Linked DNA regions of Mus musculus: regions 1, 2 and 4 are each linked to region 3. Evidence: chromatin contacts called from public promoter capture Hi-C data. All regions are on one chromosome and are shown on one strand. The core of a region is the stretch at or near the end of the contact, and the rest is flanking DNA. Distances in the headings are between cores, read along the strand shown.

Region 1 (2,700 bases), core at 142-2,641, 2.9 Mb before region 3:
CTAGGAAATTATTTTCTTTTAGCCTCGTTGCCAGGAATAAATGTTTCGTTCAGCTCAAATGCTCTGCTTTGGTTTGTTTTCTTTTACATTTCTTGGATGCCATGTGAATCTTTAAGTTATTTTCCACATTACAAGATCTTATTTGGGGTCGGCTTGTAGCAAGATAGAATGCTTATGTCATGGTGAACTCACTTTGATTTGACTTAGGCCTTCGTTTTTCTTAGATTTTAAAAAAGCTGGCCATTTCTGGAGCTAGGGAGGGCTCAGTGGGTAAAAGCACTGGGTTGAGCAGGGGCAGAAGGATCAGAGGTTTCTAGCTGCACACCTCGCTGCAAGTTCAGTGAGAGACTTGGTTTCAAAGGAATAAGGCAGAGTAATGGCTTGATACTGACATTCTCCAGCTTCCATGTGTCCATGTGTGCTTCTGTACACACACCGTACCCACGTCTGTACACACAAAGTGCCACTCCTTCTAAATTAGCACCATTTAATATAGTAGGCATGTTTCACCTACTCTCTCTCTCCTCTGTGTGCATGTGCGCGCGCGCACACACACACACACCTAGAGCCTTTTGCATTCTAGGCAAGCGTTCTACCACTCAGCCCAACACTATTTGTATGATGACATTGTCTTCAAGATTCATGTTAAAACAGTTGGTTTCAGACAATGTCTCATTTTGTTGCCCACCCTAGCCTCTAAATTCTTCACTTAGTAGTCTGTGGACTCTTCACTTAGTAAGCTACAGAAACTTTGACAAGCCTTCTATCAATTGGTTTACCATAGTTTTCTGTGGGTCGGGCTTCTTTCTTGAAGCTGCAGAGTGGTAGAGTCTATGGTCCCCAAGGGAGACAGAGCGACCAAGCCTGGCTCCCATCTTAGTTATGTGTTTCTACCCAATCTGGCTTTTATTCGGGTGCTATTCTCCTACAGCATCTTTCCTCCTAGGGCACAGCCGACCCTCTCCTTAGCCTGTTCATCTTTCTGATGCTCCTGGCGCTTTTACTTTGCTCATGCTGTAGTAACACGTAAGCATTCAATAAAGTGTGCGAGTCAAAACAAAACAAAACAACACTAAGGCACTTCGCAGAGTGTTTTTAATCCTTATTGGTGTGAAGATCCCAGTACTGATGTCTACAATCTGTCACATTCTAAAAATGATCAGGTGTGCTGAAGCTCTGCAGTACATGGGCTAGAGGCGGGTGCATGCTTGTGACAAACGCTTCGGCAGGACAGCAGCCACTTATCTGTTCGCTCTACTCGGCCCAGTGTTCCTGGGCTCGCGATGGAACCTGGACTCGCGCAGCTGCTCTTCTGCGCCTCATTGGCGGAGTAGAGAGGCGTGGCGCGCAGCGCCGACCAATTGGAGGTGGTCTGCGATGGCACGTGTGCGGGGCTGGCCTGGGAGCTGATGGACCAGGGCTGGTGCTGCAAGGACTCTGGAGGAGCAGCCCCCAGGAGCTGCAGAACCGAGCTGCAGGGCCGCTCTCTTTCTCTTTTGGGTGTTTGCCATCGCCATGTGGGGCGCGCTGAGGTCAGCTCTGCGACCGTGCTGTCGGGCTGCTGTACCCCCGCAGCGTGCCTATCACGGGGACTCAGTGGCCCGACTGGGCACCCAGCCTGACTCGGCCTCCTCCACCTACCAGGTAGGTTGAGCGAGCGTCCTGGAGGCCTGTTCGCCTTCCTGCCCCGGAGTCATCGGAGGCCAGAGGGTGGGCATGCTTGGATCTCTGCTGTTCTTTCCTTTGCAGCTTCAGGCGTCATTCTGGGACTCAGTAGGGTCCTGTGAAGTTTGCAGAAGGAAGTCGTTCCAGTGAGATTTTAGTTCACTTTTAGGACTGGTACTGGCATTTTGTGTCACTCAAATCAGTGGTTCTCAAAACCCCACAAAGCATTGTCGCTTGGACAACTTACAAATGCCCGAGACCGGTTTGGCAACTTTGTAATCACGAAGTTGTGGTCCTCGTGTTTGCATGGCTGGGTATATTCTTTAGCGGTCTTGTGGCAGCCACCTTTAGGAACTACCATAGCACGATAGTTTACACTCTTCCGCTTAATAGTTATATTAACAATACACAGCTCACAATGTCTTTACATAGCTTTTCTTGGGACTGAGTGGCTTCCCCTGGCCAAAGAAGCAACTCATAATTTGTGAAGTATCAAAGCTGGAACATTTAAATCTGTTTCATGGCCTCTACAGATAACGTCTGAATTATTCATAGAACCAGCAGTTATTTGCCAGGGAAGAAGTTAACTTAGTTAAGCACTAAGTTGTTTGTGCGGTATTTTAAGTATTTGGCCTGGATGTGTAGGAATGAAAGTCATTTGGGGCTGGGAAACGTTAACTAGAAATCAGATAGCTGTGCGGCTGTGTGGTAAGAGGTGTCCTAGCCCTGAAGGGCTGAAGGCACCTAGAGCACACAGAGCAGAAGCAGGTGGATCTTTGTGAGGTTCGGTCCACCTTGATCAACAAAGCCAGTTCCTGGACAGCCAAAGTTACAAAATAACTTCTCAAAAAAACTACCACCACCACTACAACAAAATACAACTACTATATACTAATTGTACAAAGTAATAAATACACTTCACTATATGTACATACATGACTCTCTTATCTCCTCTCCACTCTTTTGCTGTCTCCTTTTCTCTTTCCAAGTAGTCCTTATACTTTCATGTCCCTAAATTGTACATCTAACCTAGAT
Region 2 (2,700 bases), core at 167-2,666, 3.0 Mb before region 3:
GTAGCAGAGGCTGGTTTGCAATCTGATACCTATTTTCCTTGTCAAGTTGCCCTACTGCCAGTACCGCAGGACTCTTCCATCACCCTTGAAATCTCATCATATTTAATATATTCTTGTTGATCTTGTTCATTTATTTTGTATTTTCTCCTCTGTAACATACAATGTCTTATTTATTGCTCCGTTGATATCTCTGGAAGCAATAAATTTTGCAACATTCGTGTGCAAAATGTGGAGTATAATCATTTTTGACAGTTTTTATTTTAAAGTGTACAAAAGCCCATATAGTGGATGTCCTGTGAAGTGTTTCATGGCTTCTCTTTGCGATTTCCTCACACAGAATTTCAACCTTTTTTTTTACTCAATTAAAAATTTCTTGGCGGAGGTTGGGGGTTGGACAGATGGCTCAGTAGATCCATTTCCTGCTCTTCCAGTAGGTCCTAGTTTTGGTTCCCAGCACCAGCATCAGGAGTCTGATAACTACCTGTAACTTTTCAGTCTCCCGCAAACTCGCTCTCTCCATACTCATAGTTAAAACTTTTTTTTTTCCTAGCAGGGTATGGTAGCCTATACATACCTGTAATCTCAACATTGAGCCCGTGCAGGCAGGAGGATCAAGAGTTGAAGGGCAGCCTTAGCTATAAGAGGCCCTGTCTCAAAAACCCTAAAACAAACAGGTTCTATGCTCTGGGGATGCACTGGTGCTAAGGCACTACTCTCATACTATTTTATCTTATTGTAATTTTGAGGTAAGTCTTGTCAGATAGTCCAGGGCTCGGAACTTGTGACCTCTTTATTTCGGTTTCTCCAGTGCTGGGATTGCAGGCACGCACCACCATGCTCTGCATTCTTGCACACTTTGACTCTTCTCGAAAACTCCTTAATAGTTCATAAAAGATTCAGTTAAGTAGGTTGGGGATGGACGTTCCATGGCAGTGTGCATGCCGAGAATGCAGGGTTTGTGAGGGATCCTGGGTTCAAACCCTAGCACCACTGGCGAGAAATTAAAAGTTTGAGCCGGGCAGGCAGGGGTGGCGCACGCTTTTAATCCCAGCACTTGGGAGGCAGAGGTAGGCAGATTTCTGAGTTCGAGGCCAGCCTGGTCGACAGAGTGAGTTCCAGGACAGCCAGGGCTACACAGAGAAACCCTGTCTCGAAACGGCCCCCCCCCCAAAAAAAAAAAAAAAAAAGTTTGACCTGGAGGATTCAGCTGCTTCCGCTCTCTCTTTTCAACAACTCCCAAGGTCTTACAAAGGAAAGAATATCTGTCTTCGAATCAAAAAAAAAAAAAAAAAAAAAAATCTCTGGTTTACAGGTAACCGAAGCTACAGAGCGTTGCAGTTGCTATGGCTCCCGGCGCCCGGAGTCTGACGTCATCGTCGGCGCCGAATGATTACGCATTGCTTCCGGCGCCTTTCGCGAGCCGGGACGCGGGGAGGAGAAACTTAGCTTTTAGTGTGGCAGGGTCATGAAGAGGAGGCGGTGGCGGGAGAGCGGAGGAGGCGGAGGGGGCGCAAAACTGCGGTAGCCAGCGCTGGACTGGTGGTTGTGGACGTGTGGGAGGGTGAGAGTGTCAGCCTGCGGGCAGCGGCCGGGGCTCTGGGCTGAGCGCGGCCGCGGAGCCGCCGCTCTCGGCCCCCTGGCTCCGCCATGTTCCGCAGGGCACGCCTTAGCGTGAAGCCAAATGTCAGGCCTGGTGTAGGGACCAGGGGCTCCGCCGCTCCCAATCCCCAGCGTGGACCAGAGGCTCCCAGGCCTCCGGAGCCTGCCACCGAGTCAGCTCCGAAGCCAGCGGAGCCCACAGATGTGCCTGCAGTGGATTCCGGGGGAGCAGAACCCCAGGAACAGGCTCCCGGGAGCAGGTAAGGTCTTCTATCAAGCTGAGCTGTTGGATTTTTACCACGGAGCACCTCTCCTGCAACAAGCTTTTGATTTGAGCTGGATGAAACCACTTCTAGTTGTAGTTTTATTCCGTGATCTGAGGGTGCGACTACTATGACTCTGTCACGATCTTAAGATTCCCGAGGAGACAGTGTCTTGCCTTATCTTACAGAGATGGGAATCCAGGCTTAAGGATTTTGAAGTCAAGAATGTAGACGCACCATCACTTGGAAATTTAATTAATTGTCCTGGAGTACTTTACACTGAAAGCACTTTGGGATTTTCATTTTGTGGATATTTATTTTTGAAAGGAGAGCACCAGTGCTGATTTTTTTTCCTCCCTCCACGCGGTGATGCGGTTGAACCCAAGGCCTCATGGAGTGTTAGGTAAACGCCCTGCCCCTGAGTCAAAGGGAAGAGGCTTAGGTTACTTATTTTGGTTCGAGTGCATACTTCTTTATTGTAACTACGTTTCCTGAATCAAGACGCCTGGCTTTAGTGACAAATACCACATTTGAATTTAGGACGCTCCTACTTAGCTTAGCAAGTTTAAGTAGGTTGTTCTCAGAGAAAATTTGTTCCTGGTGTCAAGTTAGTACCTCCTTTAGGACAATATTGTGAGATCAGATAGGATTACATAAACTGCCTTACATGCCACATGGTAGAATAGTTCCCCCAAATTTACTAAAAAAAAAAATTTGATTACTTTCAAAAAAAGGTGATGAGACCGAGTATGGTGTCACAACTTTAGTCCTAGCAATAGGGAGGCAGAGGCCACCCTGCTTTAGGACAGTCAGCCCCATAGTGAGAACCCGTCTCAAA
Region 3 (2,700 bases), core at 128-2,627:
GGAGCATACTCTAGCTTGAGAAATTGCGTAATTTACTGCACCTGAAAATACACGAATGCTAATCAGCGCTAGCTCTGATTTAAACAAACAAACAAACAAAAACATTATACTATGGGGACTTAAATGATAGTTTGAAGCCCAGCGGTTGTGGTGCACATCTTTAATTTCAGCACTCTGGAGGCAGAGGCAGGCGGACCTTTGTTGAGTTTGAGGCCAGTCTTGTTTGCGAAGCAAGTTCCAGGACAGCCAGCTCTACACAGGGAAACACTATCTCGAAAACATCAAAAAAGGAAGGGATGTTTAAAAAAAAAAAAAAAAGCAACAGCTTGACTCCAAGTGCTAGGGCTTCTTGAGATGTACTTTTCAATTTTGGTAGTTCCAAATTGGAGCTAGTGAACTTCTGTGACTACAGTACAAGGATAAAACTGGGGACTGACGAGATGGCTCAGAGGTTAAGTTTGGCTGCCCTTCTAGAGGACCAGGTTCAATTCCCAGCAACCACTAGCCCCCCCAACCATCTTTTATGATTCAACACCCTGTTCTGGCCTCGGAGGGCACCAGGTACGCACTACACATTTAAAAAAAAAAATAATAAGGGCTGGTGAGATGGCTCAGTGGGTAAGAGCACCCGACTGCTCTTCCGAAGGTCAGGAGTTCAAATCCCAGCAACCACATGGTGGCTCACAACCATCCGATCACGATATCTGACTCCCTCTTCTGGAGTGTCTGAAGACAGCTACAGTGTACTTACATATAATAAATAAATAAATCTTAAAAAAAAAATAATAATAATAAGGTGGAAAAACCACACAGATTTCTAAAAGGTAAAAACTGCCCTTAATTACACAGGATTTCTCAAGAGCTTAGGGGGAAAGTCCTGGGCGTCCACAAAAACCAAGTACCTTTTGCTTTCCTGGCCTGGCCAGTAGTTTTATTTTCCATATAACATATCTCAACCAATTGTGCATCCGCTAGCAACAGGAGAGACAGAAACAGACTAACAAATCAGTCGCCCTCCATAATGGATGAAGCAACACGTCCGTGACCCGGCAGACGGGGCCCGGAGGCCGGGGAGTGCTCGTCTGGAACCCGCTGTCAGTAGCAGCTACGAGGTCAGCAGTGGCAGACCAGCAAGACCGCGGCACGCACAGGGCGCCTGGCTGGTTCTGCTAGTGTCCGCCGGGGAGTAAGAGAGGAACCGGCAACACGGTACCACATCCCACCACCTCAGACACCCTCATACCCGCAGAAGGAACCCGCGGATCTCCCAGCTTACAAAAGCTCCATAAGCACCTTCCGCCCTCTAAGCAGTTCCGGTGGCGTCTCAGCTAAAATTCTCCTGCTGTCAATTTCCGCCCATCTGCCTAGGAACGGAAAGACGTCACGGAACTGCTGTGCGGCGCTTGCGCTCCACTCGGCCTTCTTAAAGGACTACCCTTTCCCGTCCTGGGCTGAACGAGGCAGGCTCGTGGACCAGTGACATCCAGAAATTAAGAGTTTTTTGAGACCCGGGAGGTCGCGGACCGGTGCTCCGCGGCTGTCATCATGGTAAGGAGGCCTCCTCGGACGCGGGCGACGAAGGGCCTGGGGTTAGCGTGGTTGGGCTGTCGGGGAGAGAGGACCGTGGTAGGCGGAACTGAGATGCCTTGGCGTGAGATGCAGCTTCTGGACCCGGAACACAAATCTTGGGATGAGACAAGAGTTCACTATAAAAGTCCTGATCTTGCTACCGTGGCGTCAGTGCCAACCTAATGGAATGCAGTTGAGACTTGTGATAATAACTTTATAGTCGCATCACACCGTTTTAATGCTCAGTATACTATATTCTTTGCAAAAAGCCAAACAGCGAATGAGTTGCGGAACAAAACATTCTCTTTATATATGAATTACCAGACCTGCCATTCTCATTATACTGGATGTTTCTCTTCAAAGTGGAATGCCATAAACCTTCTTTGTAGTTGCTGCAAAGTTTATGTGATAGCAGTTGAAAACAACACCCATAAGGGTTTTGTTACCTAGTTTTAATCTCTGAGCTGGGTTTTGTGCCTGTTTGTTTATTAGGTTGGTTGGTTTTGAGGGTTCAAATCTAACTAGATGCTGACTACAGTTTCATTGTTAACAATGAAACAATTTAAAACACAAATGGGATCCCATATAGTACTGACAACATGCAAAATAATACACCAACTTTGGAAGATAACACAGCAGTAGACAGTTTCCAAGCAAAGGTCTGAATTCATCTATATTTATTACAACTTTATTCCTAATCACCAATGGAAAAAAATGAACAGTCCAGATATACATCATATGGTAAATGGATAAAGAAATGAGTTTATATCCACACACTGGGATATGGCCAAGTGCTATAAAGTACTTAAGAGCTGGTAGACATAAATGGATATATTCTAGTTAAAAAAAGCCAGATGCAAAAGGATGTGTGTCCTGTAGATTCTACTCACTGGGCAGAGTAAACCATACAAATATAAGGTTGAAGATGGGAAAAGAAGACCTTAGAGTAGCACAAAGGAACATTCTGGGGTGGAAAAATCAATATGCCATCTTGAATATAATGGATACAGAAATTTATGATTGGGCAGGAATTACAACTACACACCCACAACTAAAATTGGCAAATCTTGTTTTATGTAAATTGTGTTTTAGAAAAATAACATTCTTTTTTTTTTTTTTTTTTTTTGGTTT
Region 4 (2,700 bases), core at 189-2,688, 2.3 Mb after region 3:
GCAAAAGAGAAGAAACGTGTGGGCTGAGGGACAGCGCGGATTACTTACTGTATGCTATAGATCTCATATTCCCCTCCTGTGTTATCACACAGTCTAATGCTCTATCACCGCATCCCAGCTGGAGCCAGGATCCTTGTTTCATTTGCTTGCTCTGCTACTAACCTGAAGTGTGACTTCAGCCACATTCTGAAAACTGCACTCATAAACATGTACTGAGCAAAACCTATATGGTGTATCTTATTTATTTGAATCACACTGTATCAAAAATGTAGCAGGTATTTCTTCCAAAAACTGAATTCAGGGAGAATTTGGACTCTATCTTCCAAATTCAGTAAGAAGAGGCACAGTACAACGATGAAATATGTTCCAGAATACATAAAACCAGATTTGAAGTCAGGCACAATTCAGAACCGACTGTCTATCCCCCCCACCTTCACCCCCGCCCCGCCCCCCTACCATACCCTAGCTGCCTTTGTAATAAAAGCTTCCAAAGTACCGTTCGAAGTACTAAAACTCGGGCAGTATCTCTAAAAGTGATTCTCTCCTCTATGGGTTGACCTCCCTCTGATGGAATATCAATAAACGGTGGAGAGATGGAGCAACAGGAAAAAAAGCTATTTCCCCTGCAGAACGATCTGCTTCGTAAGGAGGCTGTGTATCTTTTCCCTTGGAATGTTTCGGTATGATCAGCTTGGGTCTGAACAAAACTAGTTCTAATGAGCACTGCAATATGTACAGTCGGGAGTCAAGGCAAGTCACAAGACTGGCCTGGCCTATTCCTGGGAGGCAGCAGCCCACAGCTCCGGGGCGAGCTTCGGGGAAGAAGTTTGCAGAGGTGCTCACGTTCAAGCCCCAGTTCCCAAACTCTGGAAGTGAGCCATGTCAGAGGCCAGGGCCCCGCCATTGTGTATTCTGAGTGAGGCCCATGATCTCAGCGTCCCTTAAACTTGAGCGCTGTCCAGTCCACCTGAGGCCAGGCCAGGGCGGACTCCGCCTCCCTACTGCAAAGTTCAGGGAGCCGGCGCCCCGCACGCACAGGCCGAGGCCCTCCAGGCACAGGTCGCCCTCCTCTTCCTCCTCCTCCCGGCCTACGAGCGCGGAGGACGCCTCCGAGCCTCGCACGGAAGGCGGCCAGGCCAGCGCCGAGGTCGCGCCGAGCCCTGCACGGAGGGCGGCAGGGCCAGCGCCGAGGGCGGCTCCCTGCCAGCGCCAGCCTAGGCGTGTGCGGGCCCCTCGCATCCCGCCCGCCGAGGCCTGGAAGCCGCGCCCGCATCGGGCCTACGCTCCGCCCGGCTTCCCCGGCGGTGAGAAGGGAAGAGCGAGCGTCAGCCGCGGAGCCGCCGGCCGTTCCTTACCGCCTCACTACTCCGGTCTTGATCTTGATCTGCCTCACGCGAGGATCGGCCATGGTCCCTAAGGCGCCGCAGGAAGGAGAGGCGGGGCTGCGCGGCGCGCCGGCGCAGAAGGGGCGGTGGAGTGGGCGTGGAGCCCAGAGTGCGCGCATGCGTACCTGGAGAGCCCGACCCCGCCTCGCCTCCCGACTCTTACCTGGAATCCTTGCATCTAGACTGCTGGTACCTAGAGCTGGAGACTCTCAAAGCCCTATACCAGCTGCTTCTCCCTGGTGCTTGGACAGGATTTGTACACAAGCTGCACTTTTATTTTCTCAGTCTCCATAGCCTGAGTTAAGAAACTTTCTGTTCCTGAGAAAGTGAACAGGATTAGCTGCTTAATGGACAGTGTGACTTAGAAACTATTAACAAGGATAATTTTTGTTTTCACTGTCTGTTGTCAAATGGAGAAAGAGATCTGTGTTTGATGAAATAAAATACCATAATGCAGACAGTCAAAAGAAATTTTTAATTTTAATTTAATTTTTTTTTTTACATTCCAATCCATGCCCCCTCTTCCGGTTCCCTTTCTCCATATAGTCCCTTCCCTTTCCAGAGTGTTACTTATGTAAATTGTCTTGTGATGTTTGAGTTTATGGAGAGAGGACTCTGGGAGTAAGGAGGTTCCTCTTGTCCTAAATTTTAGCAAGTTTGTTTCAAGTGTCCAGCAAGACTCCCCGTCCTGAGACATGCTGGCCCCCTACCCCTGAGACAGGGAGAAAACAGTACAGCATTGCACCTTCTTGGCCTAGAGGGGAGCAGCCCTTTCCTCCTAGCCTGATGGCCTGAGACCAATCTGCAGGACTCAAAAGTGGTAGAGTGTAAGAACCAGCTCTCGCAAGTTGTCCTTTGACCTCTGCAAGTTCACTGTGGCTTGCAAATATACACAGAAGTGTATGAAATAAACGCTTGGTTTTTGTTTTTTAAGTTGTGTAAAAGTATGCCTACACTGGCAACAAAATGGCAGAATCCCATCCACAGAGAGAATCTCTGACTGGGGGACTCCGAGGGACTTCTCCAGTGCTTTGTGCAGGGTGTTGTAAGAACCTGTTTCGATGGTGTCATCTATCCGCTCCCTGCTATTTATTTGTTCATCTCCTTTTTCTTGCTACACACTTAATGGACTCAGTCATTTGAGAGCAAATGACTAGCCACCTATCTCACATGTGGAGTTCTATCCTTTAGCGAACACAGGACCCCGGCACTCAACCTCCTTGAAGAGCCCTAAGAAATAATGCCCACGTCACGTGACAGGTGTATAGAGGGTGGCATTCAGCACAATGCCTAAACACAGCAGACATGGGACAAC

What was found. Promoter capture Hi-C pulls out the DNA fragments that hold promoters and counts their contacts. Capture Hi-C pulls out chosen DNA fragments and counts their contacts.
Region 1: a contact with region 3 is called in a promoter capture Hi-C map of pre-B cells, with 5 times the contacts expected there. The contact joins the promoter of Mccc2 here to the promoter of Nsa2 in region 3. A contact is called at or near these places in 3 of 39 promoter capture datasets (hippocampal neurons, liver and pre-B cells), 1 of 115 datasets of contacts at active chromatin or transcription factors (astrocytes) and 1 of 9 other capture datasets (adipose tissue).
Region 2: a promoter capture Hi-C map of adipose tissue shows a contact between it and region 3, with 6 times the contacts expected there. The contact joins the promoter of Bdp1 here to the promoter of Nsa2 in region 3. A contact is called at or near these places in 4 of 39 promoter capture datasets (erythroid cells, hippocampal neurons and liver) and 1 of 9 other capture datasets (adipose tissue).
Region 4: a contact with region 3 is called in a promoter capture Hi-C map of pre-B cells, with 2.5 times the contacts expected there. The contact joins the promoter of Tbca here to the promoter of Nsa2 in region 3. A contact is called at or near these places in 1 of 39 promoter capture datasets (pre-B cells) and 1 of 484 Hi-C or Micro-C datasets (CD4 T cells).

The regions. Positions count from the first base shown.
Region 1 is chr13:100,014,330-100,017,029 of GRCm38.p6, reverse strand. Mccc2 (methylcrotonoyl-Coenzyme A carboxylase 2 (beta)) reads left to right here and starts at 1,391. Exons shown (of 17, transcript NM_030026.2): 1 at 1,391-1,644. The coding sequence starts at 1,516.
Region 2 is chr13:100,102,786-100,105,485 of GRCm38.p6, reverse strand. Bdp1 (B double prime 1, subunit of RNA polymerase III transcription initiation factor IIIB) reads left to right here and starts at 1,416. Exons shown (of 39, transcript NM_001081061.1): 1 at 1,416-1,859. The coding sequence starts at 1,648.
Region 3 is chr13:97,136,603-97,139,302 of GRCm38.p6, reverse strand. Nsa2 (NSA2 ribosome biogenesis homolog) reads left to right here and starts at 1,377. Exons shown (of 6, transcript NM_021552.5): 1 at 1,377-1,548. The coding sequence starts at 1,546. It overlaps Gfm2 (G elongation factor, mitochondrial 2), which reads right to left and starts at 1,366. Exons shown (of 21, transcript NM_177266.5): 1 at 1,244-1,366.
Region 4 is chr13:94,787,658-94,790,357 of GRCm38.p6, reverse strand. Tbca (tubulin cofactor A) reads right to left here and starts at 1,438. Exons shown (of 4, transcript NM_009321.3): 1 at 1,356-1,438. The coding sequence starts at 1,408.